2 separate regions of the Ovis aries genome follow, and region 2 is linked to region 1. A link is a contact called in public Hi-C data. All regions are on one chromosome and are shown on one strand. Each heading gives the region's core, a stretch centred on a gene start, on an enhancer-like site or on the middle of the called end of the contact. The rest is flanking DNA. Distances are from core to core; before and after follow the strand shown. Region 1 has its middle 42 kb from the start of THEM4. Region 2 holds the start of S100A10 (S100 calcium binding protein A10).

Region 1 (4,251 bases), core at 1,008-3,507:
AACTTGGCTACCAATGCAGGAGACACAAGAGAGATGGGTTTGGTCCCTTGGTCAGGAATTTCCCCTGGAAGAGGGCATGGCAACCCACTCCAGTATTCTTGCCTGGAGAATCCCATGGACAGAGGAGCCTGGCAGGCTACAGTCCATAGGGTCACAAAGAGTCGGACGCGACTGAAATGACTTAGCATGCATGCATATATAATATCTATATGCATAACCTAAAAAAAAAGAATCTGATATTCAAATGGTCATGTAGAAGAGAAATAAAAGGGAAGTAATTTATACACTAAAAAACAAAAAAATTGAAAAACAAAAACCACTATCAGTTCCAATAGGTAATTGGTCAGATGTAACTCCCTTGGACGACATCATGATGGAGTTGGAATCTCCCAAGTACACACAGAAGCCCTGTGCTTCTGATAGCTACAGATACTGGCTGACACAGGTATGCTTGACTCAAATTGTTGTCGGTCATCTAATTTTGCAAAATGTGAACTATTCTTTGGAAGGGTCTGAACAACTATTCTCAGGGAAGGGTTTGAGCAACAAGAAGTTTAACTTCGCTTGATTTACATGATAGTTGTGTTCCTGGAAAATTTAGTAATATTTAAGCTGTGCCGAAAAATATTTTGCATTTATATGTAAAATGGAATTAGGCTTCAGGTTCAGATAATCAAAGTTTTTTTTTTTTTTTACCTACATGAAGACTGGGAGGATATATAAAGCTGTGTAGGATGTGAGGCAGTTCACCACTGTGCTGACCCATTCATTGCAGAACATCTAGTATCTAACCCCAACCTTAACCCTACCCACTGAGTGTTGGCAGTGCTTGCCAATCATTGTGACAACCGAGCCAAAACCTAACAAAACAGAACAGCTCACCTGTGAATTTCCCAGACTAGCGGTGACATCATCCTTGCTGAGAAACACCAGTGGTCAGCATTTTTGAGTTACCAGTGTTTTTCACTGGGAGAGATGATAGCATTAAAGTTGATATTTGTTGAGTTCTAATTATGCGCCAACACTGTTCTAAATTTTTAATCTATTTAAACTTGTTTAATCCTCACAACAACCCTATGATGTAGAGTCAATTTATAGAAAAACCCAATTTATAGATAGGAAACTAAAACTTATCAAGTTTAGGCAATGCACTCAAGAAAACCTAGCTAGGGAATTCCCTGGTGGCCTAGAGGTTAGGACCCCATGCTTTCCCTGCTGAGGGACCTGGTATAATCCCTGGTTGGAGAACTAAGATCCCGTAAGCCTTGTGGCGTGACCAAAAGGCAAAAAAAAAAAAAAAAAAAAAAAAGAGAGAGAGAGAGAGAGAAAAGAAAAGAAAACCTAGCTAGTAAGTAAAGAAATTGGAATCCAAACCTGGCAGTCTGGTGCTAGAGCCCTTGTGAGTAACCACAGCACCCCACTGCTTTATGGCAGAGGCTGCTCAGTCTTTAATTACTTTCTCCCCAATAATAGCGATCTCCTTAAAATTTATCAGATGGTCCTAAGCTAATGTGTCTAAGCCTGCTGCTGGGGTAACTGATCAAAATATTTGACTCCCTTTCTAACTGTCTTGCTCCATTTCTCTCTCTCTCTCTCTCACACACACACATACCGCAGTCACACCACTTTTTCTTTCCCTCTGGTTCACTGGAAGGAATGATGATATCAAAGCTACTGCAGATCTGTGAGTGATGATAGTAAGGATTGGAGAAAATGAATCAGGGGCCATTCACTGGAAAGATTGTGTGTGTGTGTGTGTGTGTGTGTGTGTGTGTGTGTGTATTGTATTTTCACCATGGATGTAGTAACTTGGTTACAGTTGCTTGGTAACTATTTACTGTTATAAGTAATTTTTTTAAAAAAGAAAACTGGCTCTGTGCAATTCCACACAGATTTTTCCTCCCCCTTTACAGTCTCTAGTTCTCACTACTGTCATGGGAAAACAAAAATGCAGTAGTGCTCCATGCTTCACCTTTCCTCTTATTCCTCTCTTGTGTTTGGCAGCCTCTCATAGCACTCCGTATGCCAAATTTTGCAAGTTCAGACATTTGAATGCATGGCCTGAAATTGTTTCACAGTAGCTTTTTGAATGACTAGTTTTAGATATTTATTGGCAAAACTATAACACTGCAAAACTGTAACACTCTTTCACTAAAGGAGAAGAATTAAATAAATTTTGTATTTGGAGTAGTCAACATCCTACCACATAGGATTTGAATGTAGTAATACCCCTAGTCTGAGAGTGGGCTCAGTGGAGTTCCAGGACTTTAGGCCCGAGGTGCCAGTAGAGCCCCATGCTGGAGGGCATGACTGCCCTGTGACAAATCCCCAAGGTGGACTTGCTTTGGGACCTTGGGTAAGTTACTCAAACTCTTTAAGACTGTTTTCTCATCTGGGGATGGAAATAGTACTAGTCCCTAAATCAGTGTTATTGTGGAGATGAAATGAGATAATGGATATGTAATAGCCAAGCCTTTAGGTTCCCAAGCAAATAATAATATAGGTCACTAAAATAATATCATGAGTGCTCCAAGGTCACCAAATCTTTAACGGTCAGGTGCAAATGTTCCAGGGTGTCTTCTATGGTTAGAGGTTGTGAATTACCTACTTGGTCATCCATGCTGTCCTTTTAAAACATTTTAGTAATTTGCCACCTTTAAAATTCAGGAGATTTTGTACAACGCTCTGAATTTCTGGCTTCTTGTGAAAATGTGGGAATGTCTAAAAATCTCCTGCCTTTCCTACACAGCAGCAATAAAGTAGAACTGAGTTGGGGATGTACTCCAGGGACTCTGTCTTGTCATCTACCAGCTCCAAGGCATTTGACTTAGCCACTACCTGGCATGCAGAACATCTTACCCAGCACCCATACCTAGAAACAGTAACAGTCATTGTGTGTCCAGCCCCTCCTGTGTAGAGGAGCTGGGAAGCAAAAGCCCAGTAGGGTGAAGTTACTGTAAGTCCCGTCACTCAAGAACTCCTGTAACTGAACTGGAGCATACATAATCTTACTAGTCAGCAGTTTTAGGCTCATTCTTGAGAAACATGTCAATCTAGCGGATGAGACATGCCTGTTATATTGCAGTATTTAGCTGAAAATTCAAAAGGAAGTTCTTAAAATCAGGAGAATGGCTCTGGTCAAATAGCATTTCTATGGCCTGCGTTTTCCCTTTTCGAATACATCTAGACAAAACCTGGTTTCGAAATATTCCAGCATGTCTCATTGATCTTGGTGGGGAAGGGGAGAGTGGGAATATAGGAAATTCTCAAAATACCCTTAAAGCATAATTGATGCACATTCTTCATGTATTAATAATTTGCCACGTTGGCATAGAGTGGGAAACAAGACAAGTGGCAGTAAGCAAGGAACAATTTGGGAGACACTGGCCCTCATTCTCACGAGTACCTGCTACGTGGCCCTGCAAGTAAAGAAGTAAATATGCTACTAAGTAAAACAAATCTATTTGCTATTGTAAATGAAACTGTAAGCAAGTACCCATGCCCTCCCGCACTGTCCCTCAGACCGTTATCATTAGATCCATTCTTTGTAGGAATTCTGAAGAAATGTGGGAATGTTGTTGGCAGCTTCCACCCCTCTCCCTGAAGGGTATTGTGAGTTAAGACAATGGGGATCGAGTCCCATTCCTTAGAACTGGTCATCCTTGCATTAGTGGATTCACAGCAAAGAAGCTTTATGGTTTGTTTTTCTGAAATTCATCTGACCCCCTCTGCTCTTGCCCTGCTCCACTGCCCTTTGAATTTGATCTAGGTGCTTGGTTGGGAGTGTAATCAGAATTACAGAATTTAAAAAAGAAACTGTGCTTGACTTTGCCCTGTTAATGTATGTATGTGTGTGCTCAACTGTCTCCGACTCTTTGTGACCCCATGGACTGTAGCCTGCCAAGAGCCTCTGTCCACGGGATTTTTCCCAGAAAGTATACTGGAGTGGGTTGCCATTTCCTTTTACAGGGAATCTTCCCAACCAAGGGATTCTTGCAGCTCTTGCATTGCCCTGTTAGGGCTCCAATATTCTGGGGAGGCCCCTTTGGCTGTGAATACTTTAGAAAAACTGAACATGAGCAAAAGAGAGACAAATTGATAAAATTTGAAAGACCACTTCTTATACAGTGTCCTCCCAGTTCACAGGCTTCACAGATTGCACAATGGCAAATGTGCAGTGCAGAAGACACAGGAGACGAGGGTTCTATCCCTGGGTTGGGAAGATCCCCTGGAGGAGGGCATAGCAGCCCG
Region 2 (4,521 bases), core at 725-3,224, 53 kb after region 1:
CTCCACCCAGCCCAAGGCCTGACCTCACTGGAGAGTAGCTGCTGGAGAGGTTGGCCAGGTGCCAGACATGGGAGGCAAGGGGGCCATCTGATGTTGTACACAGGAAAAGCCGGGGAAGAGCATCGCCTAGAAATCAGAGTGCTTTATGCCCAGAAGACCATTAGGAGAATCTGAAGAAACAAAATAAGAATCTCCAAATGGTGGATCAAGGACCACAGTGAAGAAAGTAGCTTCTGGCTGTCAAGGGAGGAATACATCACTTGGAAGAGATGATTAAACAGAAACCAGACAGGAGTCTGTGCGGGCAGGGCTGAGGAAGAAATTTCAGATGAATTGTGAACTCATTCCTGCCCTAATGCCTGGCATCACCTTTTGCAATTTGATGAAATATGCTGGAGGCAAAGATCACTGACAGGGTGTTTCCGTGGGCCTGGCCTCACCTGAAGGGCAGGATATAAGTCCACGGCTGCAGTTTGAAACTCATGCTGTAGGGGAAAAAGAATCTGCAGTAACTGCAAACCTCTCAATGGGAAGCACTACCTCCCAAATAAAGCTGAGGCAGCCTGCCAGTGGGAATCCAGACCCATAACCCAGCAGCTGAAACGCCATGACCCTACCAATCTAACTTGTCCTCAACCACAGTTCAGTCAAGAAACCTCTCCTTCAGATGGCCGGCCTGTCCGGGTGTGACTCATTTCCTCTTGGAAAATGCCCTCTAAAATGGCACAGTTCCCCTTTTCCTTCAGGGGAGTGTTCTGTCTGAACCATCTGCAGAGAGTCTGGAACCATCCAGACCACACCCACATGGTCTCACAACTGAGTCACAGGCTTCCACTAGGAGAATCCGGGAGCCCTTTGTGCTAACCACGCCCTGCAGAAACCTCAAGGGAGGGAAGCGGGTGGGCTTAACGTATTCCAGAGTCTGGACCAGGGCCCCGTGGTGCCTGGCACAGGGCTAGCTGCTCTGCTGGCCCCTCCACCCTCGCCCAACAAGGCAGATTCCGGGTTTCAGTTAGGTGGAGACCGCCCGAGGCTGGAGAGTGCGGTATTCAGGTCTGGGGGCAAAGCACCAGTCCTTTGCCAGGCTCAAATTGTGTCCAGGTACCAACAGTTCATTTTACTGGGCCAGGTTAATCTGGGGTGTTAGATCCTTCATTAAACTTGCTCTTCCTCTATCTCTGTATAGATCCACTAAAATAGCAAGAAGGGAACCCTTTCAGTACAAAACCCACTTCAGTGGTGGCCGAAGGTGATGGCTTCCCCTTACCCCCTCAGCAAAACTGTTTTATAAGGAAAACAAATAGAGCCGTCTTCCCTCCGCTGGTAGAGAGAAACTTCTCGTCTAGCAGACAAATAACAGGAAGCCCAACCTTGAAGCTTCGAGGAGAGGGACAGAGGGGTGTCCTTTAGGGCGAGAACCCGCCAGCCCTCTCCGAGTCTGCACGGGCCGTCCAGCTAGGAGGCTACGAACATCTGGACAGAAGTCAGCCTGCAGCCGGAGCCCACAAAGAAACAAGCCGGCCAGGACAGGGGGCCAGAAACAGGGATTCGGGTAACTGCGGAGACCAGTCGAAAAGCAGGAGGGGTGTAAACAAAGATATACCGAAAGGTAGCGCAGAGCAGACCCCGGGGCACCGACACCGAAGTACTGGTAAAGGCCAAGTGCTCCCTCCTCTGGGGGTCTGGGGGGGTCGCGCCGGGGAGGGACAGGGGAGGTGCTCGCCCAGCTGGGGTGTGGCCCAGAGCTCGGGGAGAGGATACCCCCGCATGCCCAGCCGACGCCGGACCACCACCATCGTCGCACCCCCACACCTGGGACGCCCGGTGAAGACCGCCTGGCCAGCGGGAGCCGCCGACGTGGGGATTTCCCCGGGCGCGGGCTGTGGGGCCGGGGACCGCCCGGGACCGGCGGGCAGGACTCACCTTGGCGGGAGGCGCAGCGGGGACGCTCGGCTGGCGGGGACGCGCGGCCAGTGAGCACAGCGCCGCGGGCAGGGCGCCTTAGTACGTGGGGGTGGGGGGCGGGGGGAGGCAGGAGGAGCCTGGGCGGGTGGCAGGGCCTCGGCTCACCCCACCTCTTCCCCTCCCTCCTCTTCCTGCCCGCCTCCCTCTCCCCCCGCCCCGCCACACTCACACCCCGGGCGCAGCGCACACACCCTTCTCTCGCTATGCGGAGTAGCCTCGCTCCAGGCCTCCACCCGCCCCCAGAGAGAAAGATATTGTCAACTCTTCCTACTCAAATGCTCTCGAATATTTTCGTGCCCTTCCTCTAGGGTTTGCTTTTAGCGAGTAAGTGTGGAAATCAAAGAATCCAGTCGTTCTGCGGGTGGGGCGCGCTGGCCCGGAACCAGATTGTAAGCTCCTCGTCTGTAAACTACAGGTCTAGGAATTATTTTCTACATGATATTGTAGGGAGGGGCACCTGACGCAAAGGCCTCAGACTTGGTTTCAGATTAGACTCTAAGAGGTAAATTGGGAGGGGGGGGGTCCAAGGCCTGCGGGGGGTCTCCCCCTCACCCGCCGCCCCGCCTAAGGGTTGTTCTCGGAGAAGGCGAGTTCACTACCCGCCGCAGTGAAGGGGGTGGTGGTGCTGTTTGGCTTTTTAGCTCCAGGGCATTAAGAACCTTTCGTTGAACTGGAAATTGACCCCTCTTAGCGTGCGTGGCAGTTGGTCTGGCGTTCAGTTTCGGCTGTAGTTGACATGATTAAAACCTGTTTAAGAATCTCCTTTTTTTCCTTTTTTTTTTTTCCCCTGAAATTGGCCTGTTTGGTCCTCAAAGCACTTCGGAAGTAATTTAGAGAAAACCTAAGGGTTTCCTAGCTGGTGCTATCCACTCCCCCACCCCCAACATTTATTTTAATTGTGGTTCAGGGTTAAATGCAAACTACTAGCAGCTGTTGGTGGAAAAGGGCCCAGTCCCAAGTCTTGGGTTTTCCTTTGTTCCCAGGGGAGGTCCTGGGAGGAGTGAGTGATCCCTGAGGAATGAGCAGTCTTGGGGAATCCTCCAAATGCCTCCATGTGACTAATCTGAGCTCTTGCCAGGAAAACTCGGATTTCAGTTCTCACTCCACTGAGTTCCTCAACCCTGGTGCTGAACGTTCAAGGGGGCAGTTCTGCAGCCTTCCCATAGGCTTCCTAAGCTCTTCCTAGGCTGTTGGCTACAGTCAAGAGTGGAGAAAATTCTCGGTCCCTTTAGTTCCAGGAAAGATGCAACTGGATTTAGAATGAGAACACCTGAGTTCCTATACTATGCACTCCTTGATTCCTTCACTTGATTTGCAATGTTTAGGAATGCTTAGTGTATGTACTGAAAGAAGGCGATGGCACCCCACACCAGTACTCTTGCCTGGAAAATCCCATGGACGGAGGAGCCTGGAAGGCTGCAGTCCATGGGGTCGCTAAGAGTCGGACATGACTGAGTGACTTCACTTTCACTTTTCACTTTCACGCATTGGAGAAGGAAATGGCAACCCGCTCCATTATTCTTGCCTGGAGAATCCTAGGGACAGGGGAGCCTGGTGGGCTGTCATCTATGGGGTCACACAGAGTCGGACACGACTGAAGTGACTTAGCAGCAGTGTATGTACTAGGGCATGGGGATTCGGAAATCAAAGAATCAGTCTGTCCCTCAAACTTCAAGCTTTGTTGGAAGATAGATTAGCAAACAAAATCCACTGAGCTCAGTGAATGGTAGAGGATGCTATCGGACACTGTGAGCATTGAGGAGGCACCTCCAAGTCCCCATGGAATTATCACAGAACAATTCCTGGAGCAGGAACATTTGATAGATGTTTTAAAGATAATATTTACCATGACTTTTAAATTTGATTGTAAAACAGGTGCATTCTTCTTGTAGAAGGTTTGGGAAATATACCAATGTATAAGGAGAAAAATAAAATCACTTGTAAATGCATGGACCAAAGGTAAACATTTTTATGTATTTCCTTTTTTTCTGTTCATATTTATGTGGTTGCATTGAGTCTTTGTTGGGCCCAGTAGTAGCCCCATGACATGTGGGATCTTTCTGGACCAGGGTTCAAACCCATGTCCCCTTCATTGGCAGGCAGATTCTCAACCATTGGACCACCTGGGAAGTCTTGGGTAGTAGTTATTTAGTGAAGGGCTGCTGCTGCTAAGTCGCTTCAGTCGTGTCCGACCCTGTGCGACCCCATAGATGGCAGCCCACCAGGCTCCCCCGGCCCTGGGATTCTCCAGGCAAGAACACTGGAGTGGGTTGCCATTTCCTTCTCCAATGCATGAAAGTGAAAAGTGAAAGTGAAGTCGCTCAGTCGTCTCCAACTCTTCTCGACCCCATGGACTGCAGCCTACCAGGCTCCTCTGCTCATGGGATTTTCCAGGCAAGAGTACTGGAGTGGGGTGCCATTGCGTTCTCCGAGTGAAGGGCTAGGAAGTGCTAAAATTTGTTTAAAAAAATAAGCAAATTCATTCTTCTTGCATTTGATATGGTTTTCCTAAATTTTGACATTGATTATAAAATTATGTATTCTATTTTTGCTCCA

Evidence for each region. A called contact is a pair of places that touch in the nucleus more often than the background predicts.
Region 2: a Hi-C map of liver shows a contact between it and region 1, with 4 times the contacts expected there. The contact joins the promoter of S100A10 here to the enhancer-like site in region 1. A contact is called at or near these places in 13 of 16 Hi-C or Micro-C datasets (blood, hypothalamus, liver and 7 more).

The regions. Positions count from the first base shown.
Region 1 is chr1:101,914,169-101,918,419 of ARS-UI_Ramb_v3.0, forward strand. No RefSeq gene overlaps it. Among named protein-coding and RNA genes, the nearest start is that of THEM4, 42 kb to the left of the region's middle. Within about 2 kb of position 2,258, at least 8 of the 54 cell types and tissues checked have an H3K27ac peak or open chromatin away from gene starts, as enhancers often do. A contact at or near this core is called in tail adipose tissue, where this site is marked.
Region 2 is chr1:101,967,045-101,971,565 of ARS-UI_Ramb_v3.0, forward strand. It overlaps S100A10 (S100 calcium binding protein A10), which reads right to left and starts at 1,975. Exons shown (of 3, transcript XM_015092248.3): 1 at 1,924-1,975. LOC105613037 (a long non-coding RNA gene) reads left to right here and starts at 1,368. Exons shown (of 4, transcript XR_006060717.2): 1 at 1,368-1,651.